Linked DNA regions of Gossypium arboreum: region 1 is linked to region 2. The links are chromatin contacts, called in public Hi-C maps. All regions are on one chromosome and are shown on one strand. The core of a region is the stretch at or near the end of the contact, and the rest is flanking DNA. Distances in the headings are between cores, read along the strand shown. Region 1 holds the start of LOC108482147 (UDP-glucuronate 4-epimerase 5). Region 2 holds the start of LOC108474165.

What was found. A called contact is a pair of places that touch in the nucleus more often than the background predicts.
Region 1: a contact with region 2 is called in a Hi-C map of leaf, with 3 times the contacts expected there. The contact joins the promoter of LOC108482147 here to the promoter of LOC108474165 in region 2. A contact is called at or near these places in 4 of 5 Hi-C or Micro-C datasets (all in leaf).

What each region holds. Positions count from the first base shown.
Region 1 is chr11:41,940,055-41,943,979 of ASM2569848v2, forward strand. LOC108482147 (UDP-glucuronate 4-epimerase 5) reads left to right here and starts at 1,468. Exons shown (of 4, transcript XM_017785261.2): 1 at 1,468-1,868; 2 at 1,870-2,363; 3 at 2,366-2,512; 4 at 2,515-3,425. The coding sequence starts at 1,759. The coding sequence ends at 3,053.
Region 2 is chr11:41,780,048-41,783,845 of ASM2569848v2, forward strand. LOC108474165 reads right to left here and starts at 1,906. Exons shown (of 2, transcript XM_053021815.1): 1 at 1,158-1,906; 2 at 1-366. The coding sequence starts at 1,906. It overlaps LOC108474164, which reads right to left and starts at 3,475. Exons shown (of 3, transcript XM_053021816.1): 1 at 3,102-3,475; 2 at 2,772-3,035; 3 at 2,283-2,689. The coding sequence starts at 3,252. The coding sequence ends at 2,553.

The DNA.
Region 1 (3,925 bases), core at 218-2,717, 160 kb after region 2:
AAGAGCCAACGAATATGGTAACTCATCCTCGGGTAGGTCTTTAACCTTTAGTGTAACCTCGATACACTCGTTAATACTATGCCCTATCTGTCCACACCCAAAGTAAACTCCATGCAAATTTTCATGGACCCAAATTCTCTATTGCGACTCAGTTAGAATAAAAATCCCCTTCTTAAAGGTGTTTGCACATTCATCTACAATTTAATCCTATAAAAATCACCTTTGACTTTCGATCTAAGCACTCCCCTAGAGGTGGATCCAATTGCATGCATAAGATCCTTTCAATCACACTCTGGGGGACAAGGACCCCCTTTGACCCAAAAAAGAGACGCCACTAATCTATTTTGCTTCGTTCCATCGATTCCAATAATTTATCAAAAATAATCAATTGCCATAAAAAAAGCCATGATTGTCCCTCCAAAGTCAACTCCAGATCCTCTTCATCTTCAAATGAAATTTAAAACAAATTTTGTCTTGTAACCTATATCTCAAATTTCTTTTTAGTCTGCCAAATACTTTTTAATTAAGCCTGAAAACTATCTGGATTGTGAGATTTTTTAATCCACACAATGCATAACAACGTCAGTTTTTCATCTAGAACTACCAGCAAGCTTTTAACGGACGACTGAATCAGTTCCTCCTTCAAAAGAGAGATCTCATCCTTCTCCATTCCCTTTAAAGTCACCACTTTACTCAGACCCATCCACAGGCAGTGCTATTTATCTAAGAGACTAAGAGAGAGCATTCTTGACTTTTTTGGAGTTTACAATATAAATTCAATACAATTATAATATAATTACAAATACATGCCTAATAAACTATAAAGTAAAATCAAATTAATATATAACACAAATAAACTAAGAATCCTAATAATTTAGACTAAAATCAATCCATCAAAGTAAAACTCACATAAAATAAAACTAGGAGCTTAAACAATTATATATAACAAGACTTGTACCTTAACTATTCAAATACCTATATATTACAATTATAACTATCAATTAATAACATAAATAATGTTTTTAAAACCCAATATCTACTTTCAATTTCTTTTACCAAACAAAATTAAATTTGCAATTATTTGTCATGTCTAAATAACATTTCAAATATATAAATTTAAAATTGATATTTGTATTTTCAATTTACACCAAAAGAGAATACAAAAAGTAATATTATTTTATAGGTGGTATTGGTGTGCCAAGTGGCACTAATAAAATTAAAAAAAAGTGAAACAGAAGAATAAACTACTGAAATTCTTTTTGCTTTTTTTCTTTTTATGTTACTTATTTTTAATTTTCACTGATGCCACCTAATATACCGATTGCATCCATAAAATATTTTTTTATATTTTCTCATGTATATTTAAAATACAAATATTTTTTTAAATGATTGATGCTACAAATATTATTTTCACTCATATTTTAAAAATATATAAATGGCACTTGACACAATCATGATATCAAAATTTTATTTTCTTTAAAACCAAATGATTAGTTAAAGATGCTAACTGAAAAGTAGATGGTGCCATCTAACCAATCGAGGACGCCAAATTACATTGTTCAAAATAGGTTATTTCCTTAAATAATTTTTTCCTTAAGTCATTTTGTTAATTAATTTGTTTTTTTAAGGTTATTTGTATAAAAAAAAAAGCCAAACCTTCCTTTTTTTCCTTCCTCCTCTTTCTCCGCTGTCGCCACCACCGCCGTCACCACTAAAAATCTGAACCCTAATCCTAAATCCCATCTTATATTGTTCCAAATGTCACACCTTGACAACATTCCATCCACTCCTGGCAAATACAAACCCGACAAAGCTTTCCGTTTCAACTCCTCCGCCGCATCTTCCTCTCTTTCCAAGCTAACCCTTTATTACCCTTTTCCTTTCCGTCCTCCTTATCTTCCTCCTCCTACTTTACTCCCCTTCTTCCAAACCATCGTTGCGCCGCCACCTATCTACTGGGTCCCACCGCACCCCACTCTCTCTTTCCCACAAACTAATCCGCAAATCTGCCCGTCCTCGCTCTACCACCGGTAACACCGTCCTTGTGACCGGCGCCGCCGGTTTCGTCGGAACCCATGTTTCCCTCGCTCTTAAACGCCGTGGAGACAGTGTCCTTGGCCTTGACAACTTTAACCATTACTATGATCCAACCCTGAAAAGGGCTCGCCAGAAGATCCTCGAAAAAGCTTGGGTTTTTGTCGTCGAAGGCGACATCAACGACAAGGGTCTTCTCGAGCAACTGTTCGATGCCGTTTTGTTTACTCACGTAATGCATTTAGCAGCTCAGGCAGGTGTTCGTTACGCTATGCAAAACCCAGGATCTTATGTTCATAGTAACATTGCTGGATTTGTGAACTTACTGGAGTGTCGAAATCGGCCAACCTTCAACCGGCAATTATCTGGGCATCTTCAAGTTCGGTATACGGCTTGAATTCTAAGGTCCTATTTTCAGAGAAAGATAGAACTGATCAACCTGCTAGTTTATATGCTGCTACAAAGAAAGCTGGTGAGGAATTGCGCATACTTATAATCATATTTATGGACTTTCATTAACTGGATTGCGATTCTTCACGGTTTATGGTCCCTGGGGTCGGCTCGATATGGCATATTTATTTTTCACTAAAGATATAATGAAAGGTAAAACTATCACTGTATATGAATCACCAGATAAGGGTAGTGTGGCTAGAGATTTTACCTATATCGATGATATAGTGAAAGGGTGTTTGGGAGCATTGGATACGGCAAAGAAGAGTACAGGGAGTGGGGGAAAGAAAAGAGGGCCTGCACAATTGAGGATTTTTAATTTGGGGAATACTTCGCCTGTACCTGTGAGTACGTTGGTTAGTATATTGGAGAAGATTTTAAAGGTGAAAGCTAAGAAGAAAGTAGTGCCATTACCAAGAAATGGGGATGTGGAGTTTACACACGCCAATATTACCTTAGCAATGATGGAGCTCGGTTACAAGCCGGCGACTGATTTGGAGGCAGGGTTGAAGAAGTTAGTGAGATGGTACCTCAGTTTTTATTCGAGGTCAAAGAAGAAGAGTTCTTAGTGAAACTTTCTCATTTTTTTTTTCTCATTTTAGTTGATATTGATTACTTCTATGTTGTGTTCATTTGGTGGTTTATTGAGCATTTACTTCATCGTATGCTTGATATAATCATGCAAGTAGGGGTGCTATTCTGCTTTGCCTGTAGGGTGGGCCTCTCGTCCCAATTCGTAGTGATGGAAAGCTAGCAGCATTTTAGTTGTTATTCCACGTGTTGCTTTCTTTTCTCTTGGAAGCTTCTTTTAGCAGTTTTAAGCCTTGTACAGTTCATGACTGATGGATCGAAAAGATGTTCTGAATGCTGGTTCATTTTGTTTTCTCAACCGTACAGTTATTTCAATAAAATTGCAACCGCTGCAACGTGCTTTTAAATGATATTTTGTCTATAGAATTCCCCTGGTTTTGCCTACCAGTTTTGGTTGGAAAATCTTGAAGACGTATGATGTCTTAACTTGTTTGTTTTGGCTGTATTCTTTACTTGGCCTTTAGAATGGTTATGTTGTCTCAAATCCTTAGCTATAACACGCAATTTTTAGTATGAAAAAGCACATGTTTTCAGAGCTTGTTGTGGAGAACGCAGTACACATCCTTAGGTTTTGCTTAGTACAAAGGATGGAAAAAAGTGAGGATTTATTTCAATCAAGACCAATTATTTCTTTTAGCCTTGAATCTAGGCATTTCACAGAATGACCTAGTTAAGCAGGTCAAACTTGTTACATTGCATGGCATCCATGGTATTGTTCTGACGGCATTGGCATTAAGGTGTAGTATATTATTGAAAACTAGGTAAAAGTATCACGAAGTCTCTTGTATTAGAAGTTGTATTCCATTGTGCCCCTTTTATTCAAAAAATAGGTTAATTAATCCTTGAATAT
Region 2 (3,798 bases), core at 656-3,155:
CACCTGATGTCTAGAATCTTACGAATTTCATCCTCGGAATAAGGTTGAGTAGTGATGATTAGTAGTCTATCAAGAAGATCAATTGGAATTCCATGAGGGGATTTGTAATTTGTGCCACGGATTGAAGTTATGCCTCTGTTTGTAGCAACTACTAATATAGGGGCCATCTCATTCTCAAGAGCACGGTTCAGGAAAGAAAAGCACTCGATGTCAAGCATGTGCACCTCATCGATAAAGAGAACACCAGGCACGATTTCAGCCTTCCCTTCCTCCCTCCACTCTGCCACCTTCGTGTCAATTTGTTCTCTCACCTCAGCACGGATTTCACCAGTATCCCCAGTGAAAAGAGCAAGAAATCCCTGTGTTCTGAGCTCAAACATAATGAAACATGAGATGATGACTAAAAATAGATTATTTTCTACTGTGAAACAACGTAAAACTTCTCTAAGTCTATTATCCTATAAGGCAGACTAGCAAAGATACTGCCTATAGAAAAGTTGCACCGGATATGCATACATTGAACTCACAGTAATGTTTTCTAGGGATAAATTTTATGCTAGAGAGATAAATTTCAACAAGTTATGATGTTCATACCAGCCATATACCATGCACAAATTCTTCCCTAATAATCACAAACCAATGGTATCATCACATTTGATTGAACAACATGACAAAAGTATGTAGAGATGGTATAAAGGAACGCTACACATGTTGATCCCTAAGACATACACGTTGGAAGAAGCTACCCGCAACCATAGCAAAGAATCATCTACTTATAAGCTAATTGAGTTTAACCTTCTTCATCCCTACTCAGAGCTCTTAACATGCAGCATCCAAATTCTGAATAGAATCATCACTAGATAGCTTGAAACATGTAAATCAAATTCACCTAATTGGTTAATTCTTCCAAAATGTTACAGGTTTCTCCACCCAGGCATAGTTTTTGTTAATCTATTTATGTTTTACTTCAGAAGCAAAACAGCTGATAACAGCTCTACGCTAATTTCAGAACAATAACAGATAAACAATGGAAGAACCACTTTGCATTCTAGTTACAGAAAAAGTTAAAAAGACTCGAGAAATCATATTAAACACGGCAACAAAGCTGCAAATCTGGAAAAGGGTACACTTTTTGCCAAAGATAAGCTCGAATTTACCTGCTGTTAATGACATCAATCTCATGAAGCGTAACACAATGGACGACTTCTTTTCTTTTCTGCAGCTCTCCGTCTGGACATTGCACGAACTTTGTTTGCGGGCCCATAGCATCGTAATCCCTCGACCTTGAAAATGACCTTCCAAGCTTCGTTATTTTCCCTGAAGCTTTATCAATAGCTATCACATCTCCACTCTGCACTTTCTCTTTCCCTAATGCCTCGATCATCTTCGCCCCTAAATCGTAAACGGTCTCCATGTCCGTCGTTTTAAGCGTTAATTTTCCAGTTTTTGAAGCCGCCCCAGAAACTGCCGGCCGGTCAATCTGGATTTCAACGACTTCGCCTTCGATTATTTCAGTTTCTTCCTTGATTCTTACTCCGATGGACTTTCGAAACGCTTGCATTAAAGCTTCGGTTTTCGACATCTCAAGGGAGAAGATTTCGCTGCCAGAGAGCATAGAGAAAGGGGTTTCAAGGCCAAGGGATTTCGCCATGCCCATGGCGATGGCGGTTTTGCCGGTTCCAGGTTGGCCCGCTAATAAGATAGCACGGCCAGCAATTTTACCGTCTTTGATCATTTGGAGGATGACACCGGCAGCTTTACGAGCTTGTGCTTGGCCCACCATCCCTTCCGAGACGTCACGGGGCTCCAGAGAGGAGTCGAGGCCTAGGCCCCGTATGTGGGAATGAGCCCCAATGCGTTCGATTCGGGTCAGGTCTCGGCTCTCGGAGAGTTTCAGCTCCGCCATTGGATGATTGAGGGAGGGAAAGGCAAGGTTTTGGGTTTTGTGAGAAACTGAATTGAAATGGAAGAGAATGATGATGTAAGCTATTGATAATGCCTGTGTTCTGAACGCTTGTTTTCAGTTTTGGGTCTAGGGTAAAGTTCTAATTTTTGAATTTTTTTAGAGAGTGATGAAGAAAGCTATTAATAAAACTTGTGTTCTGAAAGCTTGTTTTCAGTTTTGGGTCTAGGGTAAAGTTCTAATTTTTGGATTTTTTAGAGTTTGGGCCTTCGGCTCCATTTGCTCCTTGAGCCCAACATTAGCTATGCAAATCGTGAACAGTTCAGTCCCCATGACATTGCTTAGTAATGATCTGCTAGAGCATTTTGGTCGAGGAGTCTTGTTTCTATCAGCTCTTTTCCCCATTTTACTAATAAAGCAAAGCAAAGATAATACATTAGGCTCCAAAATGAATCTATTGCATTTGCAGGCATGGTTGTTTTCTAGATTCTTGACCAATGAATCTATATTTCATTGGTATTTTCAAGTTCATGAATCTATTATTCTTCAACTACATCGGAGTTCTAACTGGTGGAACTACCCGAGTCTTCACAACAAGAACCCATGTTAAAGGACTTAAATTATTAAGCTTGATGGCAATTCTCTTTGACTAGATTACTTGGTGCTCTTTGTCTTGACCAGAATGCTCACCTTCAGTGGATTTCAGCCCCTCCTTAGCCAACCTTTTAGCTATCAACCTCTGTTTCAGCTTCTTCTTGGTACTACAATCACCTTCCTGCTGATCGCCTGAACAAACACCCCAAATCAATGAATTTATTTTAGTCTCCCATCTGGTTAAAGAAGAAGAAAGACCAAGTTAAAAACTTACCAGGTTTGTCACTTGAAGCAACTTGTTCCTGTCGAGCATTTTCTCGAATACCTTCAGGCTCACATTGCAATGAACCCACTCCATCTTTTTTAGATGACGGTAACAAAGGCCCAATTATCTTCCCACGACGAAAAGCATCTTCTTTGAGCTTTTTCTTTCGAAGTCTTTTCCTTTGAGCTCTACTCAGCTTCTGAGTCTCAGATTGACTTCCGTCATCTTCGTCGGCAGTCTTTGGGGAACTACACTTGTCCTCCTCAGAATCATCTGCCACCCAAATTTGATTACATTTTCTAATCTAAATTATTTGATGTTAAATAATTTTTTAATCACCTGGGTTTCCGGGCCCGAAGTCGACAGCCCTCTGTGATGTGATCAGCTGTTTCTTTTCCTCTTCCTCCTCAGATTCCGGTGGAGATGGCGGTGGATAGAGTGTTCTAAGAACAGCCTCATGGAATCTTTTTCGTTTCTCTTCACGTCTCATTAAAGACCACTCGTTCGCAGTATCCGGTGTGTGTTAAAACTTGGACAATTGGTGAATATTCTCTTCAAGTCTCGTTGAAGACCACTACTTTTGCAGTATTGTGGGATTATTTTAGAAATATTTTCGTAGCAGGATTAATTAACAAATTTCAATCGAGGAGATTATGGAGTCTGGGAGTGCATACCATTTGATAATAAATAATTAATACATAATTTTTTTCTTTTCAGTTAGAACTAGTAATACGATTTGAATTTATATCAAATGAATATTAAATATGTGTTTTAAACTATTTTAGGTTGTATTTAGTTATACTTAAAAATATTTTCAAAAGAAAAGTTATGCAAAAGAAGTAACTTTTAATTGAAATAAGTAGTTTTTCAAAAGTACTTTTACTCTAAATCTAAAATTTTTAGTTTTTTTAATCAAAATCACCTCTGAAAGTATTATTATTTTTTATCCTCTTTTTTTTCAACCACTTTTCATTCACTTTAAATTACAAATGTTAATATAAAATTTTAATATTTATATTTAGTATATAAATATTAC